Regions from separate parts of the Mus musculus genome. Here region 1 is linked to region 2. The links are chromatin contacts, called in public HiChIP or PLAC-seq maps. All regions are on one chromosome and are shown on one strand. Each heading gives the region's core, a stretch centred on a gene start, on an enhancer-like site or on the middle of the called end of the contact. The rest is flanking DNA. Distances are from core to core; before and after follow the strand shown.

What was found. HiChIP or PLAC-seq counts read pairs in DNA pulled down with a chosen protein or histone mark.
Region 1: a contact with region 2 is called in an H3K27ac HiChIP or PLAC-seq map of embryonic stem cells, with 10 read pairs. The contact joins two enhancer-like sites. A contact is called at or near these places in 1 of 484 Hi-C or Micro-C datasets (embryonic stem cells) and 5 of 115 datasets of contacts at active chromatin or transcription factors (embryonic stem cells, epiblast stem cells and stem cell-derived neural progenitor cells).

What each region holds. Positions count from the first base shown.
Region 1 is chr19:14,834,454-14,837,535 of GRCm38.p6, reverse strand. No RefSeq gene overlaps it. Among named protein-coding and RNA genes, the nearest start is that of Tle4, 240 kb to the right of the region's middle. Within about 2 kb of position 1,710, at least 12 of the 459 cell types and tissues checked have an H3K27ac peak or open chromatin away from gene starts, as enhancers often do. A contact at or near this core is called in embryonic stem cells, where this site is marked.
Region 2 is chr19:14,653,794-14,657,009 of GRCm38.p6, reverse strand. No RefSeq gene overlaps it. Among named protein-coding and RNA genes, the nearest start is that of Tle4, 57 kb to the right of the region's middle. Within about 2 kb of position 1,434, at least 36 of the 459 cell types and tissues checked have an H3K27ac peak or open chromatin away from gene starts, as enhancers often do. A contact at or near this core is called in embryonic stem cells, where this site is marked.

The DNA of each region.
Region 1 (3,082 bases), core at 461-2,960, 180 kb before region 2:
TATATTACCCTGAAGGAGAGAACTGAGTGAAACCATCACTGATGACAACTTGTGCGGGTTCTGAATGCATGGCAAGAAAAGCATTAAAACAGCCCAATAGTTTTATTACATATGTGTGTTAATCTTGCCCTCTGGATGAGAAATAAAAGTAGGAAACACTGCTTTGGGGTCATACCTATTCCTCAGTGAGGCCATACCACACAAATTTCATTTGCCTGTCGAAGGTTTTTGTGCAGGCTACCACAGTAGAAACAGAGAATGAGAAATGTAAGATAAATTGGCCTGGAAGATGCCCTGCCAGGCACATTAACTGCTGGCGTGTTCTAATGCCTTAGAGCGACTCCATTAGTTTCCATTCTGCAGGATTGTTTTTTAGGAGAACAACTTTAAAAAATTAAACTAAATCCTTGATTATGTTGGGTGAAATGGTCTCTTTGATTATGGGTGGATTCACTTGTACAGAATAAAAGCATCCAACTCATTCCTGAAATAGTGTGTGTGTGTGTGTGTGTGTGTGTGTGTGTGTGTGTAGCCACAGTCCTGTTAGGCAGACCTTTATTACACAAATCCCATGGCCCTATTCAATTTACCAAACTGCCAAATTTCTGTTGAGTATCTACTAAACTCCAGAAACTTGACACAAGGTATAAGAAAGATGAGGTTCAACATGCTTTTATTCCTGTCCTGAAGGAAAATTTATTTGAGAACAGTCAATGAAGAGACATCCTGTGTATACATTCATGAGCAGTGTGAATCTGGGAGCACCACTGGTCTTTAGTCAATATCTTTTTCTAAGAAACTTCCACAGATCCCATTTTCTGCTTCCTAGGGTGAATTTGAGTCTGAGGGAGGGCACATGAATCTCAGCATGAGAGCAGTGTGTTGTCAGCACCACATAATGTTCACTTTATTGGATGGAACACAGGGCCCCCAATGGAGGGACTAGAGAAAGTGCCCAAGGAGCTGAAGGGGTCTGCAGCCCTATAGGAGGAACAGCAATATGAACTAACCAGTACCTCGTGTCTCTAGCTGCATATGTAGCAGAAGATGGCCTAGTTGGCCATCATTGGGAAAAGAGGCCCCTTGGTATTGCAAACTTTATATGCCCCAATACAGGGGAATGGCAGGGCCAGGAAGCAGGAGTGAGTAGGTTGGGGAGCAGGGTGGGGAGAGGGTATAGAGGACTTTCAGGATAGCATTTGAATTGTAAATGAAGAAAATATCTAATAAAATATTGTAAAAAAAAACCCTCAAAGTTGAAAAAAAAAATACAGCAGCTTAAGACTCTTTGCACAAGTGAGGATGTCTGTAGGTCCATGGGAAAGGGGAAGCCAAAGTAAGGAGGTGTGTGGGTTGACCTATTTTAAAATGTGAGGCTTGTCTGTCAGATGTGATGATCTTAAGGGCCTGGCCATGTCATTGCTCTTGGGATCGGCCTGTGGCTCTCATGTCCGGGTTCGGGCCTGGAAGGCATCTTGGAACTGAAAGAAAAGAGGGAGCCTAGGCTGATTGAGAAATAATGGAACCAAGACAACTAGTCTGCTCAAGGTTCAAATGTTTAATGGCGGACACGCTTTATAAAAGAGGTGGCGGGGGAGTCCATTCCCGCCAATTCATCCTTGGGGCCTGGAACCAGCTGCAGGTGAAGACGTTCAGGATAGGGCGCAGTCTCCAGTCTCCGGAATAGCTCGGGGCCTCTCAGCAGGTAGCAGTATCTTGAAGACAAACAGCCTTAGTGGCAGAACAATAGAGTGATCTTCTAGGGAGGAAGGCTCCACCCTAGATAATCTCCTTAGTGGCAGCAAGGTCAAGGTCTGGCTCAGCCTGCTTCAGTCTTATGGGAGGCTACAATTGCAACTTAACTAATTCACTTAGGTATTTCAGTCTCTTGCCTAGAGCATAAAGAGCAGAAGTAGAAATCAATGGAAAAATATACATTCCACATCTAATATAGAAATACATTTCACAAAGGGGGAAATTATTACCCCAAGACCCAGGCTGTACCCCAAAGCTCCAACTAATATACAAGGACAATGGTGACTTAGGCTGCTTGAGGGCTAATAAGCATCGGCTAAGTCTGTGGAAAGTTTAGAGTCTTCTAAAAGCAGCTAATGGTCACAAGTATTATTTTTCTTTAATAACTGAGAGGTGTCAAATTATCAAATTTGGGGAAATTTTTATTCTATACTTATTGAAAGCTATGAAGGCAGGAAAATATCAAATCATGACACACAGCATTCAATTTATTCAGGAACTATTTCCTGAGTAGCTATTATGTGCCACAAACTATGCCAAGCCTTGTGAATATAAAGTAAAAAGGACATTAATCCACAATCTGGAAGTTTCATTTTTTTTAGAAGGAAAAGCTTTAATGGTGACTGCCTGGTGCAGCCAAGTCCCACTATACTTATAAAGACCCAAGAGGGAAGACGGAAACCTTTCTAACCACACGTAAGAGCAAAGAAAGAAATTGATCATATTTAGTATGATCAAAATTGACATATTTAATAATATAACAATAAAAACTCTGTATGGGGCTATGAAAAAAACAGATCCTAAAATGCATCATAGTACAGATGATAGAGTTTTAATTTTTCAGATAAGATACACTTTCATCTAGAGTCAAAGACAGAAAACAGCAAATGCTTCACAACTACATGAAAAAGATCCACCTCACTAGCAATCAAATCAATGCAAATTAAAATGAAATACTATTTTTGTCTACCAAATTAGTGAAAGAACATAAAGGATAGTCCCCTGTCCAGAGAAGGATGTGGTGACGGGGATGTTTTCATACCTTGCCGGCTGTCAGCAAAGTGTACTGACCTTCCTGGAAAGGAATGTGGCCAAGTGCTGAGAGCCTCTTTGCTGCTGAGAATTTTACTGTTAAAGTTTATCCCCAAGAACTTGCTGAGAAATTTGGGCAGTGATTAATATACTGACAGCACCCCAACTTCCTAACAGTAAAGCTTTGAAACCAATAGCATTAACATCCCAAAGGAGAAGATATTAAATAAATTCTGATATGCTCTAATCTTATAATGCAATAACGTCTGGAAAATGTTCAACATTTTAAAACAAT
Region 2 (3,216 bases), core at 185-2,684:
AAATTTCTGAGTATGCCATGTGCACAGGATTGCCACAATATAATTATATGGTATCAGTGTGTACGTGTGTGTGTGTGTGTGTGTGTGTGTGTGTGTGTGTGTGTGTATGCTTAAAAGTCACGCCATCATTCTAAAATGTACTTTTCATGGATAAGAATACATACTTTGCTAAAGGCAGCATGTCAGGATAGCAATTATAGTTTCAGGATAAGCACAAATTAAGTCTACCACTTAAAATGCAAAAACTTCAAATATACAGACTAGATTCCAAAAATGGCCATTTAACATAGAGGTGTTGAATAATTCATGCCACACTATATGGGCAAAGCTTGCATACAGCTGGCATTGGTACAAGTCACGTATAAGCTTACACACTCCTGGTTGCTATTTATTGCCCAAATTTCTTACAAATGTATAATGTTGATTATAGAGGAAAGAAATGGAAATGTGGATGAATCTGTCAAGACTCCCTGACTCTCTTACCAGGCCTTGTGTCAGCAGAATACAATATTTACAAATAAAGACTGTGACTTTTTTTATAAGGTAAATATAGGCATACACTCATTAACACAGGAGATGCATTCCCAGAAAAGGGAGTGCTAAGTGAGGAGAAAAAAAAAATGAACCCTGTTCATTGTGGCATAGCCGTTATGAATCTATGTCCCTGAGATGTTTGCTCAATCGTTGTTAACAGTGCCTAACAATCCCTGTCCAAGAACAGACACTCAATAAATACTTGAATGAATGGATTATCCCTTGACCTCAACTCTCCTGAAGTCCTTGCATGCCTTTGGCCATTATCTGTTCTGCATAGCAGCCACACCTTTGGAGCCTGCCCTCCAGCCAGGAGAAATGTCTATCTGATCTTTGCATTCTCCTTCCACACAGTGGATCTTCCCCTAGGGTGCCTCAGATCACCCTCACAAGTTAAAATGCCAATTGATAGGCTTTCAGCCTTCTGGTCCTATCTCAGCCAAATTTCCTAACAAGCCTTTTATCAGTTAGTAGGCATTGACCTTGATCTGGTGGACACAAAGGGACAGCAGAACTTGAGTGTCAACAGAGGCTGACAAACCCTCTCTTAGTTGAGGACAGCCCAGCACACTTTAAATATCAAAATGGTGAAAGAGTTCCACTGCTCCGTACCTTGAGCTTTAATACAAAGATGTGAGTCGGTGGGGAGACTGCACTCCATAGTCTAGTAAGAGAGTAAGAGATTTGTAGTACAGCTTTTTAAAATACAGCATGCTTATCAGAAAGTGTACAAATCTAAAGAATTTATTTGACTGAATTTGGCAGAAGTGAGGAAATCACCACATAATGCAGATACAGATGATTATCAGCGAGGCTGTGATCTTACTCATAGCCTGCAGCCATTACTCACCCCTTGCTTATCTTATTTACTAGAAATGGTTTATCCAGTAAAGCCTCTTAGTGCAATATAAACTCACCCAGTGTCTTTCATCCAATCCTTTATCCTAGTGATTGCTGCGGATGGTTACAGGTGCTGTGACTCATTGCTGCTTCTTGCTGGGGAGTGGCCCATTGCATCATTATATCACCATTTGTCTAGGGTTGGGCTTGGTTCCTCCTGTCTGTAATCCCAGCGAGCAAGAGGCTGAATCAGGACTGCTGTGGGGTTGAGGCCAAACAGGGTTATATCCCAAAACCCTGTCTCAAAACAAAACAAAATACAAACAACAAAAAAGAAAAACCATGCTGCCTGAGAAATGATTCAGCATTTAAAAGCATTTGTTCTTGAAAAGGACCCAGGTTTGAGTCCCCAGCATTCACACGGCAGCTCACAACCATCCAAAGTCCAGTTCCAGGGGATCCTATATCTTCTTCTGACCACAAAGGACATCAGGCATACGTGTAATACACAAACATACATGTAAACAGAACTCTCATAAACATAAAATAAATAAATTTTTAAAAAGCTTTTTCTTTAATTCTTTAATCTTTTTTTATAGTCCAGTCTTTATCCCCTGCCCCCCACCTCTCCTATCCCAGTCTACCCTCTGGCTGTTCCTCATCCCATACCTCACCTCCCATCTTCAAGAGGATGTCCACACCCCCACACCTCCATCCCCACTCCCTGGGGCTTCAAGTCTCTTCAGGGTTAGATGCATCTTCTCTCACTGAGTCCAGACCAAGCAGTCCTCTGCTGTAAAAGCAAAATGAATAAATAATATCTGGGTTATTTGTTTTGTTTTTTTCCTTTTCTGATTTGGGGCTATTATACATAACGCCGTCTTCAATATTGCAGTATATTTTTTAGTGTTGGTATATGGCACTTACGTCAATATATATCTAAGAGAAAAATTAAGAGAGGCATATGGGGGTATGTGTTTGTATGTGCACATTCTCAAATGTATATATAAATGCGGAAGGAGGGGACAAACTCAGGTGTCACTCCTCAGACACTGTTGGATTTTTGGGATGGGTGTTTGTCCTTTTTTTTTTTTTTTTTTTCATAATGACAGGATCTCACACTACCTTGGCACTTGCTTAGCAGGCCAGGCTAGCTGGCCAGTAAACCTTGAGTTCTAGAGACCCACCAGTTTCTGCTCTCTTCCTCCTTCCTACTTCTTCCCCTTCTAACCCCCCCCCCCACCTCCCCATGCTGGAATTATATGTGTGTACTACCCACCTAACTTTAAAAAAAAAAATCTTCTTCTAGAAGCCAAACTTGTCCTTGTGCTTGCATGCACATTATTGACTTTCCTCCCATCCTGAAAAAGCATATTTTTAATGTATGGAAGGTAACACCAAAGAATTTGCCAAATGCATGAGAATTCCAGCTACTCCATTAAGCTATGGTTTAGTATCATTTTGGACTCTTTGCTTTTTTTGTTTTGTTTGTTTTCCTGTGGTTTGGGTTTGTTTTAGTCATTCTGTGGATGTACGGGGAGGCATGAGTGTGGCTCTGTTTGCATTTCCCAAACACCTACTGCCACTAAACATATTCAAGGTGATTGAAGTCTGTTGCAGGATATTTGATCACACTGTGAAACAGAAGATTGTGTCATTTACTGGGGAAAAAAAATCTGTTTCTAATTATGGTGTGGCTCACCCTTATCATACCTTTAACCACCCTGGCTGGAATGGAGACTTCCCCTTAGTACACACCTTTAATCACAAACAATGAAGGTAAAGTTAGTTTGTAGAAAGAAGTACCTATGTCTGAAAATGATGTCTAATTGAGGAGCAGAC